Linked DNA regions of Sus scrofa: regions 2, 3, 4 and 5 are each linked to region 1. Evidence: chromatin contacts called from public Hi-C and HiChIP or PLAC-seq data. All regions are on one chromosome and are shown on one strand. Each heading gives the region's core, a stretch centred on a gene start, on an enhancer-like site or on the middle of the called end of the contact. The rest is flanking DNA. Distances are from core to core; before and after follow the strand shown.

Region 1 (2,803 bases), core at 226-2,725:
TTGTATTGTTTTTGTTTTTTTGCAAAATAGGCGAGGCAGTCACATTTCTTATCCTTCTGATTAAAATTACAGCCCAGATTATGATTTTGGTGATTTGGGAAATAAGATGTTTTCTTAAACAGACCAAAATGTACTAAAATTTGTGTTTTGCAGCTTGATGATGTATACGAGGACAGTATTTTGGCTTCCTGTGAGGTGTTTGGTATTTAGGAAGTTTAAACTACTACCCCCCAAAAAAGAGTAAAAGGCAAGCCATATAGTATGCTCACACTCAGAATATATAAAGAAATCTTAAAAGGAATAAGAAAAAAGAAAACCCACTAAGAAAAAAAATGGGAGAAAGACTTGAATGGGCACTTTGTAAAAAAATATCAGAATGGACAATATGCTTAACTATTATTAGAAAAAAGCAAATGAAAGCAATAGTGCACTGGTACTCACCAGAATTGCTAAAATTATGAAGACTGACAGTGCAAATGAGGTTAATGTTGGCAAGTGATGGAAACCCTTACACACCACTACAGTGTGGAAATGATTCCAGCCTCTTGGAAGTTATCATCAGGCAGTACCTATCAATAATACCACACACTTTGTCTCCTTAGTTTCACTCCTGGAAAAGTTCAGGCACAGGTGCATGCGATCCACGTACAACAAAATTCATAGCAGCATTATGCAGACTAGCCCCAAGCTGGAAACAAACCTAATGTCCATCGACAGCGAAATGGATTGTTATGGTGTAAGAGACGCAATAGAATTCTATACAGCAGCAAGTAAGCAAATCATTGCTGCCTGCAACCTGGATGGATTTTAGGCATGACACAGAGCCAAAGAAACCAGATACAAAAACAGATTGCATCATTCTCTTTATATAAAAGTAAGCAAAACTAATCTATGGTGACGGATTCGTAGTTCCCTTTGGGGAATGAAGGAGTCTCCGAATTTCAGGACCCCAGCAGCAGCCACCCAAATGTGCTCACTCTGTGGGCATTTGTCATGTTGCAGACTTTAGATCTGCACACTTCCTGTGTTATCAGGCTTCAGCATGAATATCTAATTGTCTAGAGAGGGCAGGCCTGACTGCAAACTAGACCAGTGCGGAAGACCCAGGCTTGGTCTTCATGGTGTCACCCGGATGCCAAAGCCCGGGACCCATCACTGAATCCCATGGGCGGAGTGAAAGCAGTCACTGCCTCCCTTTCACCTCTAGGTGTCCTGACGCACGCGAAAGTTCCACTCGTGGGCTTTCACTCTTTATTAACTTGCGGACACAAATATCTGGACTCGGGGGCACTGCAGGCCGAAGCTGCACAAGAGGAACGAACTCAGAACCAGATGCGCCGCGGAGAGCGCGGGAGCTAAAGCCCAAAAGCTGTGCCCGAGCCCGGGGGCGGGGCCGATCACGGAGGAAATGGCTCCTCGATTGATTAGGCCTGGGAGCCGCGCTGTTAGCACACGCCGGAAGCGATTGATGCTGCCTGGCGGCGGGCGCGGGGTACGCCGGGACGTCGGTGCGGCGGGAGGAGCGGGAGACACTGCAGGCGGGAGGCGACAGGATGGTGAAGCTGACGGCGGAGCTGATCGAGCAGGCGGCGCAATACACCAACGCCGTGCGGGACCGCGAGCTGGACTTGCGAGGTGAGTCGGGCGGGGGCGGGCGGCCCGGCCTCCCCGCCCGCTCGGCGGCCTGCGCCCGCCGCGTGCGCGAAGGGCGGGAACGTGGCCTGGGGCGTGCGTCCCGGTTCCTACCCCGGCTGAGTCCCGCTGTCGTCGGCGAAACGCCGACCCTGGACTCCTTCGAGGCTCTCCTTAGCCCAGCCCCCACCGCCCGGGACCGCCTCGATGCTTGGGTCAGACCGCGGGGCCGGTGCCGGGCCTGCCGAGTGACCTGAGCCGTTGGGGGGCGGGGAAGTACACGCCTGCGGGGTGGGCTGAGCCGTTGGGGTGCTGAGCCGTGTTTGTGATCCTCGTGCGGACCGAGATACGGTAAAGTGAAGTCATGAGAATATAGGTTGGGTATGGGACGGAGGAAGTGAAGTCCGGAGCAAAAGCGATTTTTTTTCCCGGCTTTTCCTCCTCCTTAGCTTCAAGGATCTATTTCCCTTTTGCCAAAACCTTTCAAAGAGCAGACTGTTTCAGCCACGCTAGGGCTGCCGGATGTCTTGCGTCTATAAGGGAGGCGGAAGTCCTCCAGACTATTAGATTCCTGTGGCAACTCGTCTGCATAGTAGGAGAGGCTTTAGAAAGGGTGTGAAGGACGACTTCTCCGGGGTTAAGTGTTGGCTTGAGATCCACCCCCACGGGGGAGAACACCGTCTCAGGAGCAGCACTGCTGCGGGCCCTGCTTTCTGCTTGCTTTTTTGTTTGCTGACATAGTACTTTCGTTTTGTTGAAATTAAATATCATAGGTTCGACTCAAGAGTAACCCACCGCTTTCATACTCTTGGCACAGGCTGATGTCTGCCTGAGTTTGAAGTGCATCCGGTGTTGAGAATGCTCGTTTTGGTACAGCACTTAACTTTGAGCCTTTAGAGCTCTGAAATGTGTACTTATTTAACCTTGCCTAGGTTAACTTCTTTTCTTCTCCTAGCACCTAAGACAATAATTATGCCCCTAGAAGACAAATCAGTGAGCGTTTGAGTGAGTTGTTCACAAGGTGATTTACCATTGTGTACAAATTGACCTTCAACTCTGGGTTGGGCCTCTGGGAGGTGAGAGAAGTGGGAACTGTCATGATACGAAGATATCCAAATGAGTTCTGGGAATCTGACCTGTGGAAATGCAAAAAAGGTTGGGAGCTATTACT
Region 2 (2,803 bases), core at 137-2,636, 410 kb before region 1:
ATCTGCCAACCTTTGTCTTCCAGAGCATCTGTTCCTCTTCTTGACCGCATCGGTCCAAACTAAACTCTCCCATTTGGGGTCCCCAATGGCATTCATGACCCGTATCTCACCACAACATGTTCAGTTAAACTTTACCCAAGTTGAAAGGCACTGCAGTGCTAAGCACATGAACACTGTACCAGATTATCTAAGTTTGACTCTCATGTCTGTTAGGCAATGGTGCTGTGACTTGATCAACTCATTCAGCCTCTCTGTGCTTCAGTTTCCCCATCTATAAAAGGACATAACAATAGTGTCTCTCTTCCTATTAAAGGAATTAATTTATATAAAGAACCTAGAACAGGGAGTTCCCCATAGTGGCTCAGCGGTAACCAATCCGCCTAGTATTCATAAGGACGTGGGTTCAATCTCTGGCCTCAGAGGGTTGAGGATCCGGCGTTGCCATGAGCTGTGGTGTAGGTCACAGATATGGCTTGGATCCTGCATGGCTGGGGCCGGCAACTGCAGCTCCTATTCAACCCCTAGCCTGGGAACTTTCATATGCTGCAGGTGTGGCTGTAATGAGCCAGGAAAAAAAAAAACAAACAAAACAAAACAAAAAAAACAGAACAGTGTTTGCCACATTCTAAGCCCTAGGAATGTAAATTAAAAAACTTTTGTTTTACTACAGGAAGGTTTGTGCTGATATTTATAAAGATATATGTGGCATTTGCCCTACCCTCAAGGAGCTAGCAGTTTCATGCTGTCAGAGTCAAATTTTCATAGAAACTTGTCTGCCTTGGTGCAGCTGCTCTGCACTTGGGCAGCCTAGGCGTGAGACCAAAGAAGGTTGATTCTAAACGGCCACTTTTCAGAACCTGGTGGCAAGTTAAAAGAATGGTGACTGCCAAGAGGGGAAAGATAAGAACCATTCTGGGAAGGGAGATCTTAGCCTTTCCAATACTTCTGACAACTTGCATTTCAGCTGAAAAATGGCATGCTGGTAACTCTGAAGGCACCGTGAGCCTATTCAGGGTGCATGCCACTCTCCAGGCCACTCTGTTCACAGCAGGTAGCCCCTAACCCCAAAGCAGGCCACCTCTTAACTGTTCCCAAAGCCCCGCTCCTACAGTGCACAGCGCAGCCCCCGCCCTTCTCGTCCCTCTGCTCCCTACTATTTCTATAGTACCCCCTGGCAAAGCACAGAACTGGCCCCGCCCTTCCCGTCACCCCGCCCCCAACTCCCCATAGCCCCGCCTCTGCAGCGTACAGAGCCGGGCCCCGCCCCACCCTTCTCCTCTCCCGCCCCCTCCTCGGTTTATATAGCCTCAATCCCGCCGCGTCCCCGCAGTGCGCCCTATCGTGGCTTGACCCTCCTCGGTGCCTGCGGGAAGCGAGGCAGGTGCCATGGCGGCCGAGGCCCTGGCGGCGGAGGCCGTGGCGTCGCGCCTGGAGCGGCAGGAGGAGGACATCCGCTGGCTGTGGGCGGAGGTCCACCGCCTGAGGGATGAGCAGCTGAATGCGCCCGACCGGTGCCAGGCCGAGGGGCCGTGCCTCACGCGCGAGGTGGCGCAGCTACGGGCCGAGAACCGCGAGCTGCGCCATCGCCTGTACCACTTGCGACTGTGCCTCGCGGAGGAGCTGAGCCACCGGGCGCGGCAGGAGAGCCCCGCGCGGGAGGAGGCCAGGCGCGCGGCCGCGGGCGCGCAGGTACCGCGCGGGCGCCACCTGCGGGGGGCGCGGCGGGTGGCCTCCTGCCCGGTGCCTGCCCCTCCCCAGCCCTGCCCCTCGCCCCTGCTTGAGCTGGGGAACCCGCGACGGCTGGACACCCTGGGGTGCTGCGTTTCCAGCCAACGCCCGGCTGACCTAAAGCTAGAATGTCTCAGCTCTTCCAGTAAATTGCCTGACACACTTTTTCTTCAGTAGCAGAAATAGCATTTTCCTTTCATTGAAGAAAATGCTGCAGTGTTTATTCTTTCTTTGGCTAGGAAGACCAACAGCTGCATAAGTTAACCTTCCCTTCCTTCTGATGAATAGCTGGTTCTGAACTATTCACAGTGGGTGGTGCTTTGGGGTGTTTTATTGTGTTTCCTTCTGGTGCTCTGTCTTGAGGTTTGTGTATGTAACATTGTTATTAATAGTGTATTTTAATGTTTTGATTCAATTAAGGACACATTATCTTACTGTAACATAATTTCTAAGCCCTGAAGCCTTTCTTAGACTGTGGGTGTTCTTCAGTCTCTAGCAAGAAACTATGGTGCACTGGCGACATCAACATGAAAATGTGCATTTAAAGTCTTTGGAGACAGCAATGCAGCCATTCTTCCAGGGACATTATTTGTTTAAAATTTAGGGGGGAAAACTTCAAAAAGCAAAACATATTAAGTGTACTTAGCAAGAATGTGTGAAAGAGTACATGGAGGAAGGACTGAACCCCAGAAAACAACTTACCTGTTGAAGGTTGTAGGTGATGGTCAGGAGCCCCAGCCTTGAGCCTCTAAACATGGGACACTTGCTGCCTGCTGGCCTGCTGTCCCTTTCCTTCCTTAGGCTCTTTGTTGTCACTGGTATGAGTTGTTCATTATTTACCTTTATTTCTCAGCCTCCTTCTAGTCAAAGCCAAGAAAAAGACACAGAAAAGAAGGAAAGTGAGCCCAACAGTGAGGTAAGCCATTGCTGAGGAAAAATATAAAATACTACCTATAATTTAAATACACTTATGTAGTCAATTGCCCAGGAATTTTAATTGAAAACATAATTAAATTATGACTTGGGCCGCAGTAGTGTGTTTAAAATTTTGTAAGCCTCCAGAGGTGAGAGTGAA
Region 3 (2,803 bases), core at 145-2,644, 350 kb before region 1:
CAGATCCAAGCTGCATCTGTGACCTACACCACAGCTTGGGGCAATGCCAGATCCTTTACCTACTGAGGGAGGGCAGGGACTGAACCCACATCCTCACAGATACTAGTTAGGTTCTTAACCCGCTGAGCCACAACAGGAACTCTTGGATTAGGGTTAGGGTTAGGGTTCTGATTTTAACTGAGAGGATCACCTTACTGCTCAGACAGAATTAAAATGTCTTTATGCCAGTAGTGAATTTAGCTGCCAATCAAGCAGGGTTTTTTTTGAGTGTTTATTTGGCTATATGATGTAGAATTCAAAACAAAGACATGCGCTCTCTTTTCTACACACATCATTTAGTTAGCTTCCTGAAGAGTTGGTAAACAAAACGGTACAGCTGACTGTGAACAACAGGGGTCTACTTATCTCTGGATTGTTTTCAGTAGTAAATACTAGTGTATGACATGACCCTACCCCAGGTGGTTCAATCTAAGGAGGTAGAACCACCAGTGGAGAGGAACTGGTTAAGGAGAGCCCATCCTCAGTTATGTGTTGGTTTTCCACCACACACACACACCCCTTTCCCTCAAGTCCTTCCAGTGTCAAGTGTATTATCTAACAGACCTGTGTGATGCTAGATTGTGAGACAGAACTTTTTAGGCTAACATTTACTGAGGTCAAGCACTACTCAATGTATTTCTTTCATTCACCAATCATACTAGTGAGGGAGGGTGTCAGAAGACTGCTAGGTGGGCGGGAAGAGGGAAGCCTATTTGCAGCCCTTGATCAAAGATGCTGCAGTGGGAACAGGTGCCCGCGAGCCTCAGGAGCCAGGGACCTAGGGAGCAGCTCCTGCCCCAGGACGGGCCTCCTTCAGGAGAGTTTGGGGCCTGAGACCAGCGGCTACACTTCCTGTTCGGCTTCTCCCTGTCTTTCAGGAACTTTCTGGAAGTGCTACACGTCTCTAAGGAGCTAGCCTGGGAGCATGGCGGCCCGTGGAGAAGGTGCTAGCTACACGCTGGCTGGGCCAGTCCTGGGGTCGCGGGGAGTGGGGTCTCAGGGGCCACCTGGCATGCCTGAGTTCCTTCCCAAACAGTTCGGGCCATTTTCCTCATCTATAAAAAGCACCTTTTCCGTCTGTCATTGAACCTTCGCACAGTACCGAGTGCACAGCAGCAGTTTTTGTCTCTAAACATACATATCTGGTCACGTGTAAATAGCGGCCAAATTTCCAATTTGCCCGCCTCTGCTTCCAGTTCCTCAGGTGTGGCTCTGGGTCCCAGGAGACCTGGCCTAGTGCCAAGCGCTGCCTACAGTTCTGCACCAGGGAGCTTCCGGTCGGGGCCAGAGTTTTCGGCGGGCGGCCGCGCCTGCGCCCAGGCCCCGCCCCTTCGGCGCGCCGGGACCACGCCCCTCGGCCCGGCAATCCCCACCCCCATCCCAATTCCGGAAGTTCGCGAGCCGAAAAGATGGCGGCTGTGGCTGTGCCGCTGCAGGGCTTGCGCCGCTTGTGTCGCGTGCTGCTGTTCCTCTCGCAGTTCTACATCCTGTCGGGCGGCGGTGAGTGAGGGGCCGGGACCCTGGAGTGGGGGGCGTCGGGTTGGGCCCGTGGGCGAAGGCTGGGGTGTGGGCAGAGGGTCGTCAACGGGCGAGTCAGTATGTTTCTGGACGCCAGCCCGCCCCTTGGCCAGGAACCCGCAGCCTCGAGCCTTGAACCTGGAGCCGGGGCCGAGGGCTCGGCCAGGGACGCAGAGCTGAGTCCCGGCGTCACGCTTCGTCTCCAGTTGCCCGCAGACCTAAATTGGTGTTTATCCCGTTGGGTTTCATCCTTCAGCTTTCGGGCTGTCAGGCCAAGAGGTTGCAAGCAGTTATTGGCCTGGTGGTTTACGGTCCCAGGATAACACGTTTCTCTAATTGTAGGGTCCTTAAATGTAGAGCCTTCGCAGCCGCTGGCTCAATCAGTCAAGGATCCGGGCCCGACACGTACTTTCACAGTAGTTCCCAGGGCAGCAGGTACTAGACATTTTACGTTCTAGTAAATGTGTATATTTGTATCTAGCGGTTCCTCCCTTTCTTTTTTGGGTAGTTTCTTTTAGAATATGAAATCACGTCCCATTCTTTTAACATTTCATACATTGCATTTTAGATTGCGTGAACCAAGGGCAAATACCGTAATTTTCTGTAGACAGTCTTGGTGTTTCTGAAGAGTACCTTTTGATATTCCTGCCTCATCTCTTTTCCTAAATTTCAAGGTTTTTTTTGTTTTGTTTTGTTTTTTTCACTTCATCCATCAAGATAACCTTCGACCATTGCCTCTTTCGCCTCAGAAAATTTCTTGTGCTTCTCAAACCCTGTTCCTGACATCGAATATTAAAGGCTCCCCCACAGCTGTATAAAATGAAGGGATGGGAGAGGGTCAGAGACTTGGCCTCTAAGTCTGGTGGTGCTGCTGGGAGCCGGAACAAATTATCCACTTTTTAGGGCTTATTTTCTCATCTTTAATTTAGTAGGGTTAACCCTCTGAAGTCATTTTGCTTCGTGATTCTAAGTGTACATCCTCCAACCATAATAGTAATAGGAACAAAAGAAAAGCTATAATAGATAGAATTGCCTACTTAGTGGTGACTTTAGGTAGAACTAGTTTTAAATGAGTATTTATTGTGTTTTGCTAAATGGAACCTCAGTTTCTCTAGTTTCCCACGAGCTTTGGTAGATAGAATTGCCTACTTAGTGGTGACTTTAGGTAGAACTAGTTTTAAATGAGTATTTATTGTGTTTTGCTAAATGGAACCTCAGTGTCTCTAGTTTCCCACAAGCTATGGTA
Region 4 (2,803 bases), core at 202-2,701, 320 kb before region 1:
CACAGGTGTTTTTTTAAGCTATCCACATTTTACAGCCACAGAAAACTAACACACCCTTTCTGCTGCTCTTCCTCATTTCGAATGTTCCAAGTTTCCTTCTGTTTTCATTTCCTTTCTGTCTGAAGAATTTCCGTTAACTTTTTTTTTCTTTCTTTTTTTGGGGGGAAGGGTAGAACAAGTCTGCTGACAACAAAATATCTTAGATATATTTCATCTGAGAATATCTTTATTTCACCTTTACCCCTGAAAGATTTTTGCTAAACAGAATTCTATGCCGACAGCTGTTTTCTCTCGGCACTTGAAAAATGCTTCCTTCTGGCCTTCATGAATTTTATTGTGATACATGCTGTTATGAAAAGTTTTACTTATTCATGTATATCAGGTAACAGATTCTTTTTTTTCTGGTGGCTTTCAAGATTTTTTCCTTGTCTTAAGTTTTCAGAAATTTTATTATGATGTATCTAGGCATGGATTTATCCACTTTAGGGTTTGTTTAACTTCTTGGATCTAAGCTTATAAATCTTTTACCAAATTTGGTAAGTTTTCAATCACTCATTCTCTTCTGCTCTGTCTGTGATGACGTGAATGTTAGATTATTTCATTATTGTCCCATGTATTTCTGAGAGTCTATTTATTTTTAAAATCTATTCTCTCTTTGTTGGGATTGGATAATTTCTATTTTTCTGTCTTCAGGTTCGTTAGTCTTTCTAATGTCATCTCCACTTGCATTTTAGAATTTTAAAATTGTACTTATTTTTCAGTTCTCAAGTTTTTATTGGCTTCCTCCTAAGTCTTCATTTCTTTGCTTAAAGTTTTTATTTTTATTTTTTCTCTTTCCCAGAGTTAGTATTTGTTTTTTTTTTTTTGGAACATTTTTATGATAGCTCCTTTAACAGTCTTGTCAGATAATTATAGCATCTGTATCACCTTGGTGTTGATGTCTGCTATTGTGTTTTCCCATGTGAGTTATTTTCCTAGTCTTATTATGATGAGTCATTGTGGAGTATGCCAGAACAAATTGAGTGTTATTTTATGAGATTCTGGTTTCTCTTTCAATCTGCTTTTAGCAGGCACTCAACCTGTTTAGGTTCAGAGTGCATGTCCTGGCACACTATTGTGGGCTATGGTTCAGATGCCAGTGTAGTTTACAGTACTGTTCTGCCCAGCTTTTGCACTGCCTAGTAGCCAATCTGAAAAGAGAACAACATTTGACATTATAGTTCATTTCTCCAGTCTTTTGATGTGTTGATTCTTGTTGGTCATGCATGGGCTGCTGGGGGTCTGCCCAGGACTTCATGCACAGATTTAAGTATCCCTGTTGCCAGCTCTTTTCTCTCTATAATCCTCGTCTTCCCTCTCTGGTTGGGGAGGGAGTCTGTGCTGCCTCTTTGTTCCTATTTGCTTAGTGCACATGGGCGGGGCACTGCAGCTGATGTGCTGCCCAGTGGGGAGGAGCACTACTCTGCTGATGCTTGCTTGGTCCAGAGCAGAAATCCCTGCACAGGGACGCAAGGATTGTGTAGATGAGGATCCCTGAACAGTTTCTGCAGTGCTGGGTGTGGAGGGGGGCTACCACCTCTGCTCATGTCAGTTCAGGATCAGAATGCTTGATAGGGTTAATCCTGAAGCCTGCTCAAAGTCCTACTAGGGCAGATATGGTCCACAGGGCTCCCCAAGGCTGCAGTGTTGAGTAGGGTGGAGGGTGGAGTAGCATTTTTTGAGGTTTCAGTCTGGAGTAGAGTGGATTCTATTCTGAAGCACTGCCCTTTATCAAGGCTTTTGGCCAGAGAACAAGCTTTCCTGTGCTTGCAGGCATTTCTGCACTGTGGGCCTCTCTGGCTCTCAGGCAAGTGTACATAGAAGGCCAAAAAAAAAAAAAAAAAGAAAAAAGAAATCACAAGGAACTTACTGCCTGATTGTTCTTCAAGTCCCAAGGTCCCTGCTGTCCACTTTCTCTTCTCCACCTCTCAGCATCTTCTGATGATTGCTCTTTGTATTTGTGGAGACTTTTGATTGCAAACACTGAGGAATAGAATGAAATGTGGCTTACTCCATTTTTCCTGGAAACAGAAGCTGTGAATTATCTTTTATTGTGATTAAGAATAAGAAAAGTCTTTTATGGATCTCTTCATCTTTGCCATTTCTAAGGCTCTTCATTTCTCTGTACATCCAGCTCATACTCCATGTAGTAAAGAGGAAGTTTCCATTTTTAATGTTGGACAATTTATAGCTTTCAAGCACCACATCTGGGGCAAAAGCCAGTAAGAAAGCTGATAAGAAAACTGCACATGCCTTACGAGGGTGCCAGCAGGAATTTCAGACCACACTAGCCCCAGCCTGAGTGAATGAGCCCTTTCTTTGGCCCTGCCCTCAGCCATAGTAAAAGCCATCCCCACTGGCCCTGAAATGCTCCTGCCATTTGGCCTGTCTGGCCCCTGCCCTTCTCTCCTCAGGAGAGCCTTTGGGTAATACGTCTTTCCTTACCTTCCTGGTACCTGTGGCCTTATCAGTCTCAACATCCCAACTCTTCCACTGGGAGTGGTCCATCCCACTGCCTTGGGGTGACCATCAAACACTCCTACCTTAAGACCCCTGTTTAACATTTCTTGTATGCAAGTCTGCTGTCAGTGAATTCCATAAGCTTTTGTTTGTTTTAAAACATCTTTACCTTAATTTTTGAAAGATGTTTTCACTGTGTGTAGAACTCTGAATTGGTAAGCTTTTCCTTTCAACACTTTGAAGATACCATTTTGTTGTCTTTGGGCCTGCATAGTTTCCTTCTTTCTTTCTTTCTTTTTTTTTT
Region 5 (2,803 bases), core at 103-2,602, 300 kb after region 1:
GTCCCGAGCAAGTGCAGAAGGCCTCCACTTCCGGCCCCAGATCTGTTCAGACAACTGCTTTTCTCTCCCACCCTCGCCACCATGGTCCCCACTGACCCAAAGGCCTGGAGACGCACAGCCAAGGAAGAGGAAAAGGAAGACACTGGGGGGGCACGGGTTCAGGCAGCCTTAGCCTGGTTGGAACATTTATTTTTTTATAAACAAGCAAGACATTACACTTTTAAAAGAAGGGCGGTGAATGATATGGAAAATATTATACAGTCACTGCAGAAACGGGCGCCTGCCGGTGCCAAGTGTGCTGGGCTCAGCTTCACCATTTCACCGCCACGTGGGGAGGGACAGAGAGAAGATCTTGAAGACAGAAACAGAAAGGAGGCCCACAAGGGACAGAAGAGACAGGTGTGGGGAGAGCCAGGCTGCAAGGAGGGGGCTCCTGGTCCCCTTCACTCACTCGGGGTGGCCGGTGGCCGCAGGCCCAGACTGAGTCTTCCGGTGAAAGTGGGGGTGATTGCTCAATGGTTCTTTCTTTTTCAAAAGCCTGCACCCTGGGGGGCCGGAGGAGTCCTTTATCTGTTGTTTGTTTAGGGGAACTTTTATTTTTTGACAGAGAAGAGAAAATTAAAGAAAGAACAGTGTGGCACCCTTGGGGGTCCAAGGTCTCAGAGGCTAGCTCCACTGTACCATCTCTTGATGGAGAGAGGCTTTGCCCTGAGGACACGGGGAGCAAGAGGGGGAAGTCTTGGGGGCCTCATGGGCCAGACACACTCTATCCTTTGGCTTGAGCAACACCCCACCCTAAAGAGAAGGCCCCTCCTGCGGGAATGTGGTCAGGACTCCGCTCTAGTGCAGCCCTGAGTCTTCCTACATGGCTGGGGGGGCCGACCCCAAGGGGGCCTCCCCCACCACTCCCACTCGCCCCTCAACCTGACCTGTTTTAATCCGGCGAAGGGTAGGGCGGTGGGGAGACTTTGGGCGCTGCCCCGACCCCGGGGCCGCGGACCTGGGTGCCGCGGAGGTGTGGGGACGGGAGAGGGGGTGCGCCCCGGGCAGAGGGGCAGGGGCCCGGCGCGCCTCCAGGCCGGCCCCTCCCCACCCGGAACCTACCCGCCCGACCCCCGCGCCCCCAGTCCCTGCGCCCCCGCCTCGCGCGGACCCACCTGCGGTGGCCCCGGCCGCGGCGGCGCCCTCGTCGCTCTGGTTAAACTCGAAGAGGAAATCAAAGTCGAACTCCTGGTCCTCCTCCAGCCCCGTCATGGTGGGTCGGGGTCGAGGGTCAGGAGGTCAGGGTCGGGGTCGGAGTCCGAGGTCAGGGGGCTAGGGTCGGGGTAGAGGGTTGGGATCCGAAACCTAGGGCAGGGGTCCCAGGTCAAGTTCAGGGTTGGATTCAGGGTCTTAAGTCTTGGCGGGGATCCGGTACCTGGTCCGGGTCCCGGGTCGGGCTCTGGGCTGGAGTCGGGTGAGCTCCGGAGTCTGGGCTCAGGGCGTGGTCGGGGTCCCGGGTTGGGTCAGGTTGGGGTCTAGTATGGGGGTCGGGGTAGAGATCCGGTATTGGGGTCAGAGTTCCGGGCAGGGGTCCCGGGCCAGGATCCCAGGTTGGGGTCCGGGATGGGGTCGGGGTCCCCGGCCAGGACCCCGGCGTGGGGTCGGGGTCAGGATCTGGGTTGAGGTCCGGTCGGGGTCCAGAGTCGGGTCCCCGGCCGCGGGCACCTGTGGTCGCGCCGCCCCGGGCTCGGCTGCGCCCTGCGCTCGGCCGCGCGTCCTCGGGTAACGTGACTCCCGCCCGCGCCCCTCCCCCCGGCCCTCCCCCGCCGCGCCCCTCCCCCCGCTGTTTCCGGGTTTACATAAACAAGCCGCTCGCCGGTCGCCGGCTTCCGAGTTTTAAATAAACTCTCCCCGCCAGCCCGAGCGCACGCCTCTCACTAGTGTCCCGGCTCTGGGCAAGCCCTTCCCACCCGCGCCCGGGGACCCCCAGGCGGCTCTTGGGGTCGACAGCCCCACTGCGAGCGAGACCCTAGAGTGCGCCCCGCCCCCTGAGTCTGCGCTGGGGTGGGGGGGATAGACGTGCGCCGGAGGCGGGGGCGTGGGGGGGGCACACGGAGTCTGGCCACTTCCGTCCGCCCCGGGGCCTGAGCGCCCCTGCGGCCCGAGCCGGGTGGGCAGGAGCTGGGGCAAGACAGCCGGCGGTCGACAACCCCCCTCCCCGCCTCCGGCAGACTCGCCCCGCTGGGAGCTCTTCGTGAAGCGCGCTGCCCCGACCCCGGTCCGGGGGAGGCGGGCTCGCTTGCCTCACCCGCAAACAGGCGCAAAGATCAATACCTGCGTCCCAATGAGCTGCTGACGCTGCCCCACTCCTACTGAAGGTGCCTAAAGGGGCCTCCTGCCGGCCAGGCCCCTTCTAGGAGCGGATCGGCCCGACTGGGCTGCTGCCTAGTTTGCAGCGCGCACGTCCTGCCGGAGCCCGGCAGCCTGGGCCCGGAGAGGAATTCCCTGGTAGCAGGGCTCGCTATCCAAGGAGCACTGGATTCCCCAACCAGCTGCAGAAGAGCAATGAACACAGAAAACACCGTTTTCCAGCCCCCACAGTTAAAGATGCCCAAAAGGGTCAGGAAAATGCGAGGCTCCTAAGAACCCACAACGCTGTCGCCTTTACATATGGAACCGGTGCTGCCGCTCACGCCTGGCCACGTGTACGCGCGGCCTTTTACTTGCAGTCTGGTGCCTAACTGGCAACCTCCTTTTTTGTAACGCGTTCTGTTTAGTCCTTCAACTTCCTGAAACACCGTACAAACGCCTGTGCGCACAG

The links. A called contact is a pair of places that touch in the nucleus more often than the background predicts. HiChIP or PLAC-seq counts read pairs in DNA pulled down with a chosen protein or histone mark.
Region 2: a Hi-C map of liver shows a contact between it and region 1, with 8 times the contacts expected there. The contact joins the promoter of TARSL2 here to the promoter of SNRPA1 in region 1. A contact is called at or near these places in 1 of 5 promoter capture datasets (liver) and 1 of 47 Hi-C or Micro-C datasets (liver).
Region 3: a contact with region 1 is called in an H3K27ac HiChIP or PLAC-seq map of skeletal muscle, with 7 times the contacts expected there. The contact joins the promoter of TM2D3 here to the promoter of SNRPA1 in region 1. A contact is called at or near these places in 4 of 5 promoter capture datasets (fetal liver, fetal skeletal muscle, liver and 1 more), 19 of 47 Hi-C or Micro-C datasets (alveolar macrophages, brain, embryonic fibroblasts and 10 more) and 2 of 2 datasets of contacts at active chromatin or transcription factors (alveolar macrophages and skeletal muscle).
Region 4: a contact with region 1 is called in a Hi-C map of embryonic fibroblasts, with 4 times the contacts expected there. The contact joins the enhancer-like site here to the promoter of SNRPA1 in region 1. A contact is called at or near these places in 4 of 5 promoter capture datasets (fetal liver, fetal skeletal muscle, liver and 1 more), 22 of 47 Hi-C or Micro-C datasets (adipocytes, alveolar macrophages, brain and 15 more) and 1 of 2 datasets of contacts at active chromatin or transcription factors (skeletal muscle).
Region 5: an H3K27ac HiChIP or PLAC-seq map of alveolar macrophages shows a contact between it and region 1. The contact joins the promoter of NFATC1 here to the promoter of SNRPA1 in region 1. A contact is called at or near these places in 1 of 47 Hi-C or Micro-C datasets (liver) and 1 of 2 datasets of contacts at active chromatin or transcription factors (alveolar macrophages).

The regions. Positions count from the first base shown.
Region 1 is chr1:145,705,918-145,708,720 of Sscrofa11.1, forward strand. SNRPA1 (U2 small nuclear ribonucleoprotein A') reads left to right here and starts at 1,476. Exons shown (of 9, transcript XM_001925349.7): 1 at 1,476-1,635. The coding sequence starts at 1,554.
Region 2 is chr1:145,300,950-145,303,752 of Sscrofa11.1, forward strand. It overlaps TARSL2 (probable threonine--tRNA ligase 2, cytoplasmic), which reads left to right and starts at 1,387. Exons shown (of 18, transcript XM_021084977.1): 1 at 1,387-1,873. The coding sequence starts at 1,387.
Region 3 is chr1:145,358,299-145,361,101 of Sscrofa11.1, forward strand. It overlaps TM2D3 (TM2 domain-containing protein 3), which reads left to right and starts at 1,395. Exons shown (of 6, transcript XM_005652477.2): 1 at 1,395-1,539; 2 at 1,900-1,992. The coding sequence starts at 1,449.
Region 4 is chr1:145,384,545-145,387,347 of Sscrofa11.1, forward strand. No RefSeq gene overlaps it. Among named protein-coding and RNA genes, the nearest start is that of TM2D3, 26 kb to the left of the region's middle. Within about 2 kb of position 1,452, at least 12 of the 83 cell types and tissues checked have an H3K27ac peak or open chromatin away from gene starts, as enhancers often do. A contact at or near this core is called in embryonic fibroblasts and liver, where this site is marked.
Region 5 is chr1:146,001,545-146,004,347 of Sscrofa11.1, forward strand. NFATC1 (nuclear factor of activated T-cells, cytoplasmic, calcineurin-dependent 1) reads right to left here and starts at 1,353. Exons shown (of 10, transcript NM_214161.1): 1 at 1,158-1,353. The coding sequence starts at 1,254.